Regions from separate parts of the Capra hircus genome. Here region 1 is linked to region 2. The links are chromatin contacts, called in public Hi-C maps. All regions are on one chromosome and are shown on one strand. Each heading gives the region's core, a stretch centred on a gene start, on an enhancer-like site or on the middle of the called end of the contact. The rest is flanking DNA. Distances are from core to core; before and after follow the strand shown.

Evidence for each region. Hi-C and Micro-C count contacts between places; a contact is called where the count stands out from the background.
Region 1: a Hi-C map of blood shows a contact between it and region 2, with 6 times the contacts expected there. The contact joins the enhancer-like site here to the promoter of HPSE2 in region 2. A contact is called at or near these places in 2 of 5 Hi-C or Micro-C datasets (both in blood).

The regions. Positions count from the first base shown.
Region 1 is chr26:32,059,768-32,064,156 of ARS1.2, forward strand. HPSE2 (inactive heparanase-2) reads left to right here. Exons shown (of 12, transcript XM_005698313.2): 11 at 1-5. Among named protein-coding and RNA genes, the nearest start is that of HPS1, 36 kb to the right of the region's middle. Within about 2 kb of position 2,749, at least 1 of the 5 cell types and tissues checked has an H3K27ac peak or open chromatin away from gene starts, as enhancers often do.
Region 2 is chr26:31,381,995-31,386,211 of ARS1.2, forward strand. It overlaps HPSE2 (inactive heparanase-2), which reads left to right and starts at 2,549. Exons shown (of 12, transcript XM_005698313.2): 1 at 2,549-2,967. The coding sequence starts at 2,678.

The DNA.
Region 1 (4,389 bases), core at 1,499-3,998, 680 kb after region 2:
TCCAAGTAAGTCCCAGCCCAGAAACAGCTTAGGAGGGAGTGCCATAGGAGCTGGATGTGGAGGGAGTTGGATGGCTGCTTTGCTGAGGGCACCAAGGTTGCTGCTAATTCACCCAGGGACTGCTTACTCCCTTTAGCACCCTGGACAAGCCCTTCCCAGCCCCTCTAGGCTTGGGGTCCCCAACAATAAACTCAAATGATGGACTAAACATATCTCAACAAGGGCATTCTTGGTATCTGGACTATGCATTATGCCAGATGATCACATTTCAAGCTATTTAGAATCCCACTAAATGTTAATAGTGCCCCCAGTCATATAACAACCAGAAAGAGTAGTAGTTAAGAACCACGTCCCTTCCAGGGGTAGCATTCTATACTACTGTAACTATTTGTCAACATCTACAAATCTTGTGAGATAGAGCACCTCTAAAGGACAGAGCACCGGACAAAAATCAGAAGTTCAGAGATCAGGAGTCACTTCTAATAAATTAAAAATTTGTATTTAACTAAAAGATTTAATTGGGGATTAATTTGGATTAATATTTAATTTAATTTAAAAAATAAATGTGAATAAAAACTTGGAGAAAGAAATAAAATACTATAAGAAAAAAATAAAAGTCAGTTCTGCCCCAACTTTATAACTTTGGGCACTTCTCCTCTCCAGAACTGTTTCCTTATCTTTTCTGGGAGCTCTGCAGTCTCTTCAGACTCTGTAATGATATGATTCTGTGACATCTCTATTGCCCTCAGTCTCATCTAGAGACTCTGGCAGCGCTGACCTCTACCAACAGAAAGCAGCCTAAGGCCACCTCATCCTGGAGGGAGGCCTCCCAGGAAGGACATGAGTGCTGTACAGACTGGGAGCACTCCCATTCCACTTTTAATATTTACCAAGTTTAACAAAGCTGTAAACTTGGAGCAGGTGGCTTGAACTCCCACAGCTGCCCACAACTATTCACGCTGTAATTGTTCGCCATTTCACTGCAACCTTGGTGGCTTGCATTTGGTTTCCAACTATATGCTATGGGAACAAAACACAATCTGGGAAGTCACTTACTGAGTCTCTTTAGCCCACCCTGCATTTGTTATTTGCAGCCTGGGTTCACAGACTGGCTCTTTTTCCTGGCTGCATGTCCATTGCTCTCAAGCCTACCTATCCCAGCAGAACTCTCGAGTATTTCATCCCCTCTCTCCATTTCCCCGTAGTTCACGATTGGTGTGCTGAGTTTCTGGTCTTCATTCTAGGCAGAAGACGCTGTTCTGGTTCACTAAATAAGCTGGGCAAATCCTTTAGTCCTAATCCCTAGGCCTCAGTTTTCTCATCTGCAAAATTCAAGAGTTATATATATGGCAAAGTCCCTTCCAGCTCTAAAATTCTCATCCAGGTCTAATCTTCTGAGGCCTGTGTGCTTAACTCTTGCACTGCCATTCAGTCGTGACCTGCAAAGTCACATCCTGCAGAGAGGTGACTCCACAACAGTGATTATGATAGTTCAGGGTCCTTTAGAACCCAAGATGACTGGGAGCTGAGCCTGCCCTGTGTCCAGAAGACCACGTGTACCGCGTGGAAGAAACTAACCAAAGGCCTTAGTCTAACAGGCTAAGGTGTCAGTCCCTGCTCTGCCACTTGCTGGCTTTATGTCCTGAGGCAAGTTCCTTGAACTCTGTGAGCCTCAGTTTCTTGAGCTGTGAAACTTTTTCCATGGAGAGGAGCAAATGAAGTCTTCTGTATAAATTTCGTGACACATAGTAAATGCTCAGCAAATACACATTGCCTTCCTTTTCCTCACTCAGACCTCTAGCCAGCTGGGGATGAAGAGAAGAATAACTGCTCTAAGGATGTTCTTCAAAAGTGGCCTCTTCTTAGACTTTTAAGATAATATGTGGATAAGACATTTGTTAAGATTATGATAAAAAGAAATGATAAGACTTGCATCAACGCAAAACCATGCAGAAATGATGGCAGGTGGCATCATTTTATGAGCTTGTTTCTCCATCGCCCAAGGGCACAAACCTCTAACCCTGTTTGCCCAACTCTACATCTGCCTCCAGGATTACAGCTCCGATGTCTGAACTGCCCACGTCCTGGCTTCTGTCCTGCCTCTGTCTGTAAAGTGACTGAAGTGCCTCTCAGAGGCTACGGATATGCTGCTTTCCCAGTTATGCTGTCTTGTAGCTCACCTTGTCCGCATATTGTTGAGGAGCTATGTAATGGCTTTATTAGATTGTCAGAGAGGGACAGGAAAAAGAGAATTTCATTCCACAGGGGTCCTGAAGAGGAATTTGGTAACACCAACTGAAATTAAATAGCAATGTCATGCAATTGTAAGAAGAGGGAGTTGGAACCAGAAAGTCTGGCTATAAATCCAGCTGCTACCATTTACCTGTGTGACCTCAGCTTGCTCACCTGTCAGACGAGGTTATTGTGAGAATCAAGTTAGAGTGTATGGGTGAAATGAAGCCTTCTACAAATAAAAATTTCACACATCCATGCATACAGATACATATATAACCACAGACACTCACATATGATTATACCTATATTGTATTAAAGAGAGTTTGGAATTGAAAGTCTACAGAACTGGATTCCGGCCCTAATCCTGCCACTGCTTCACTGTGGAACCTTGGGCCCTTCACTCCTCCAAGCAGGCTCCTCTTCCTGTGAGCTGCTGCTCATTTAATGCCTCTCTCATTCTAGAGAGGACGCGCGGCGCCATCTCTGACTGCAGGCTGCCAGACAGGGACGGCTGTGTGCACGCTCAGCGCCCACATCCCGCTGTCCCCCTCAGTCACTGCTAGTGGGAGCAGGAGCCCTCGGTGGTCTGGGATGCGGGTCTCCCAGGAAAGGTGCCGATTCAGTGCAGCAGGCTCTGCAGGAAAGGATGAAAGGAAATGCTAGGAAGTGATTTCAGCCTTGGTGTCTCCTTCTCTGTTTTATAAGCCTCTGGGGCCAGATTCTGTGTTCTTGGCCTGCTAATTCCTGCTGTCACCTGAAGCCATGTTAGTCCAGAGCAGGGATGGAAAGCTCTGGGAACCTGTAGCTGCCCCTGTCGGTAGCAACCAGGAAGAGGATATAAAGCAAATCAGTGTGCCAGTCAGGCTACCAGTGGGGCCTTTTGGCCTGGGGCTTTAGGAGTAGGGAGATACTGGCAAACTTTTTCAGTTAGTAGAGAACATGGGGTAATTCTTCTTCTCTTGGAATTGCCATCAAGGCTGGAAATAGTTCAGATCTTTGAAAGGGTAGTGGCATGTGAACTTGGGGAACTGGGTCGTTAGGTATTCTATAGGTAACACCCTTGAGGCCACTCAAAAGCCATAGTCCAGGCATCCAGGTCCTCAGTGAAGGTTCCTGTTTCTCATCTCGGTGAGCAAACTAGTCAAGAGACTCAACACTCAAATCTCAACTCTTTAGGTAAGAGATTATTCTCACTCTGCTGCTGCTGCTGCTGCTAAGTCGCTTCAGTCATGGCCGACTCTGTGCGACCCCATAGATGGCAGGCCACCAGGCTCCCCCATCCCCGGGATTCTCCAGGCAAGAACACTGGAGTGGGTTGCCATTTCCTTCTCCAATGCATGAAAGTGAAAGTGAAGATGCTCAGTCGTGTTGTGACCCCATGGACTGCAGCCTACCAGGCTCCTCTGTCCATGGGATTTTCCAGGCAAGAGTACTGGAGTGGGGTGCCATTGCCTTCTCATTCTAGGAACCAGATAAAAAGTGAGTGCCCTGTACCCTATGGGATAGAACCAGGGAAACTTAGAAAACTGCAGTATGGATCAGAGAAGAGTGTTCTGTGTCTGGAGTATATATTCTGCAGGGATAGCTGAAGAAAATGGAGAGATTTGATTTAGACAAGAAAAATAAGGTAACCTGTGAGGACTTTCTCTGGATATCCAAAGGACTGCTAAGTGAAAGGAAACAGATTTGGCCTAGGATCCTCTAAAATGACAGAAAACCAGGGACTACAGTTTAAAAGAGAAAGAGCTCACCACAAAATGAGCTCATTTTTCAAAGGCTTGCCTGGTTTAACTGGGGACAGGACAGGCTTCCTTAGGAGGTAGACTATTAATCAAAGAATGAGCAACATGGCCATCTCAGGGGTGCTTTAAGATTCCTTACTCAGTGGGAGGTTGAGGTGAAAGATTACTGCTTCCCATCAAACTCTAAGATTCTATTATTCTCTTCCATTCCCCTCCCCTCAACTCCCACTTCTCTTTTGGAGCCTATAGTCTCTATGGTCACCAGGAGAGTAGCTTCTTCAAGCCATCAAAAGGCCACACAAAGAAACGATGCTATAAGAGAAAGTGGTGGTAATATCAGACCAGTTCTTTTCCAAAAAATCTCCAGCTGCAGGTCCTTCCCCTGTCGTTTTCCCTGCTTTCTCATCTTTCT
Region 2 (4,217 bases), core at 1,299-3,798:
AATCACTTTATTTGCTTAGATGTCCTCAGGGTGGACATGGCTAGAGTTTCAGTGGCCAGACTAGAGAGACTGTTTTCCTCAGAAAGTAAGAAAAAAAACCACTGTTTCGTTGGGTTTGATTTTTATACTACATAGAGGTTCTGGTGAAGACACTGAATACTGGTTAAAGTCATTAACTAGGCCACCAAGAAATTACTGAATGGTTGGGTTATTAACAAAAACTGTGGATAAAATTAAGCAGATTCTCATTATAACCAAATTCATTCTTAGTCACAAGAGTAGTTATTTTTGAAAGATATTAATTATAGACATCTAGTGGGTGAGTGATTTCTTTATTTCATTCATGTGGTCTTCCTCTGGTCCCAATTAATGTGGCTTCTGAAAGTACATTCACTTGTAATCCGGGAGGTGTTTAAACCCTTGGAAAATCTGACTACTTGCTAAAAATATATAATTAGTTTTAATTTTGAGTATAAGCAATGAACTAATGGCTTCAGAATTTAGAAGATAAGTATTTCCTAAAGGAGATGACCAGAAAAATGCTAATAACTGGGAAAACAAATTACTGTAAAGAAACTTAAAAGTTTACTGTGACAAATAAAACTATGCATTTATTTCCACATTCTTCTTGAGAGCAGTCTATGATTTTAGTGTGCTGAGCAGGATTTGATTTACCACTAATTTAGCTCACAGGCATTTATTGAATGCCTACTAAGTGCCTGGTATTGGCGATACAAAGGTAAGTAAAAACCTTTGTTCACCAGGCTGTTCCCATCTCTAGAAGTTTCTCAGTGCACATTTAAAAATTACAATAATTTCTATTGAAACTCACACTATACCACACACCCTTACATAGAAGCACACACATATTTTCAAGGATCTAGATGTGTTAGACATTTTTAGGAACTGTGGGAAGCAGGTCTTAGGGCCAGAGATCACCTCTAATCCTTCAGTATATTAACATCTTGGTTTTAAATATCATCTTTAAATAATATGCTTTTTTTTTTCTCCCTACTTTGGTCTCATTTTATGTAGACCTCCTTAAAGGTCTTCATGGCACTTCCCAGTCTAACCCACCTAAGCTCTATTTCCTGGTTGATTAGTTTGGTAGAAGCTCTTCAGGGAACTTCAGTTGAGGGGAAGGAGGGAGAGTTAGGTTGCCATTTACTGTTTTTTGGTGGCTGTGATGCTGCCCTTGGCTCATAAACCCTTGGGGAAAACCTTGGCTCTGCATTTTAAGAGTTTTGCATGTTTGATATCAGTAGGCCCTGGGAGGCTCATGCAGTCCCCACACCACATAAAGTAGTTATCTTCATCTGCAAAGTAGAAGCCCCATTTTATTCCAGAAAGAAGCCGAAAGGTGGAACCTGACTGTATGACTGCAGCAAACCAGGTCTGGCCTCTCTCACTTTAACTGGGGACCTAGGGCTCAACGTAGCACTCTGGGGGGTGCTGTGGGTTGGAGATCCATGAACCAGGGCGGGTGGTGCACCCCGCAGCTCTTGGCTGTTCTGGAGCATCCAGGAACTAAGTGTGGGAAGATTCTGGCTTTGGCTCCCAACTGAGTTTGGAAACCTAATTGTGTTACTGTTCTGTTCTGGCACCAGAAAGGTGTAATTCCCGGTGGGAGGGATGAGCCCAAGGTTGATAGAGAGGTGGGGCTGAGGGGGTGGCTCTGCTGCTGCAGCGGAGTAGTAAACCAGTGGCTCAGATGGGCGTAACGCCTCCCAGACTAGGCAAGCACAGACAGGGTTGCTTTGACTTGGCCTAAGTCAGTATATAATGAATCCCCCAAGACATTTTGGCCTCAGCTGCAGGCAGATGGGAACCATGGGCAGACTTTTACCCATACGGGCAGATAAACCTTTTGATCTGGTCACTCTGTGTGTTCCTTCTGGCTAGTCTTTCTTTGCCCCATCGAGGTCAGGGGCGGCTTCTGTGTGTCTGTCCAGCGCGTCGCAGAGGTCCATACTTGGATCCATGGAATCTCCCTTTGCTCTCTGTGCTTTGGCAGGAATCACAGTCGCCACTGCAGGACCCCTCTGCAACTTAAGCAGCCTTGCTCTCGATGCTTTACCCCAAAGAGAAGGGCCTGGAGCAGTCGAAATGCCTGACGCTGTCAGGGCAAACAGGCGAGCGACTGGTGCAGCCTCAACTCCATAGCGCAGGGGCTTTCGCGTCGGGGTCACAGCTAGAATCGTCCTCCCCAGAGCCTTACTGGGAGGGAAGTAAAAACAAGACGTCCCGCCCGTACCCCAAATGTTACAACGGTATAGTTTCAATCCCTCCCTCCGCTTCCCGAGCCTAGAGGGTTAAATCAGGAGGGTACAACACCACCCCTTCCTCTTACTTCCCGCCTCCCCCACTCCACCCCCTTACCTTTAAAAAGTTAAAAAATGTCTGCAGTCGAAATCTCTTAAAGGGGCGGTGCTGGTGAACGAGTACACTTGGCACGAGTCTCTGAGAAGGCTGGCTAGGGGCGTGAGTTCGCTCCACCAGCACCAAAACACTGAAGAAAAAAAAAAAAAGAAAAAAAGGGAGAGAGAGCTCAAGAGAGGGGGGGAAAGGAAGGGAAAAAAAAGGGGGGGGGGAAGGCAGACAGACACACACTTTAGATAAGGACAATTAGTCACCAGCGAGACCCTGTAGGAAGAGAGGTTTAAATCAGAGGGATTTAATGAGGGTGCTCTCTGCCTTCCCTGAAGCCATGCCCTCCAGCAACTCCCGCCCCCCCGCGTGCCTAGCCCCGGTGGCGCTCTTCTTGGCTCTGTTGCTCCATCGCTCCCTTTCCTCCCAAGCTGGAGACAGGAGACCCTTGCCTGTAGACAGAGCTCCAGGTATGAAGGAAAAGACCCTGATTCTACTTGATGTGAGCACCAAGAACCCAGTCAGGACAGTCAATGAGAACTTCCTCTCTCTGCAGCTGGATCCGTCCATCATTCATGATGGCTGGCTCGATTTCTTAAGGTAAGGCAGGGGCTTCGATGGATCATTTTTTTTTTAAGGTAGCAACCCCCACCCCTTCCTATCCCCTCATTCCAAAGGGGGAAGAAGAAGAAGAAAATACACCAGGCGGATCTCTCAAAGAGAAGAAAGGTTTTCCTCCTCCAGGAATATTTGCTGTGAGGCTGTAACTGGTGATTGAGAAAAGCAATGTTTTCTATTAAGATGCACATGTTTGCAATGCAGAAGGCATTTCAGAAACTTATCAGTTATGACTGAAAAAATGTTGTGCTTACATATATCCACAATTAGCCTCCCGGACTCCTTCTGAAGAGAAACAAGAGATTCAGGGCAGTTACAAAAGCGAAAAAAAGGTCTCGAGCAACAAAGACCCGAGAGGAATGGGTGTGTGTGAGAGAGTGCGTGTCTGCATGTGTCTGTGAATGTTTAAGCGGGATTCGCACGAAAGTGGAGTTTTCCACGGAAAGATCGTTTCGTCAGTTCTCTCCCACTTCCAGACAGAGAATCAATCTAGGCAGAGGCTTGAGCGGTGGGCAAATTGGTTCGGATTTTTAATTTTATATCCTCTGCTATCCTCTCCAAACTTAAGGACGTTGAAAGATACTTTTAATAGACCGAATGGTCCCCTAGTCCCTCCTCCTTAAATCTGCGGTAACTGCATAGCTTAGTTTTTCTTGAAAGAAAGAAAGAAAGAACCCTCGCTGCGGTCATAGCGTATATAAGGAGAGCGGAAAGGGTCCTAGAAATACTCTAGGGATGTTTCGGAGGTCTGAATCTCGCACGGGTGGATTAGGAAGCCGGGAGATTTATAATTGTGGATTCTACATTACTCTAGGGCTTGGCCTCTTAATTGGGGCGCACCCTCTCCCCGGTTATTACTGTTCAGCAGTTAGGCAACCACGATCCCTTCACAACAGGGAGAGAGTTGCTTTGTAAAAATAAATAAAAAATAAATTGTCTACAATGTCGAATACAAATGTTGAGTTTTAAAAAATTCCCTCCAAATTGGAGCTAAACTGTGGGCTCCCTCGAAGAGCTCCGAGCGCGCTCAGTCTCACTTCTCTGCCCTGAGGCCGCGTCCGCAGTGCGTCTTCCGTGAGTATCTTTCACTCTCCGCGAAATTCGAGTTTGCTTCTAGTGTGTGCCCGCCCCTCAGTTCTCCGGGTCTCCCCTGACCTCGGCCGGGCGGGAGGACGCTGCAGGTAGCGGGAAGCGCACTTTGGGGCGTTTCTTCCACGTGGAGCGAGCGTTGC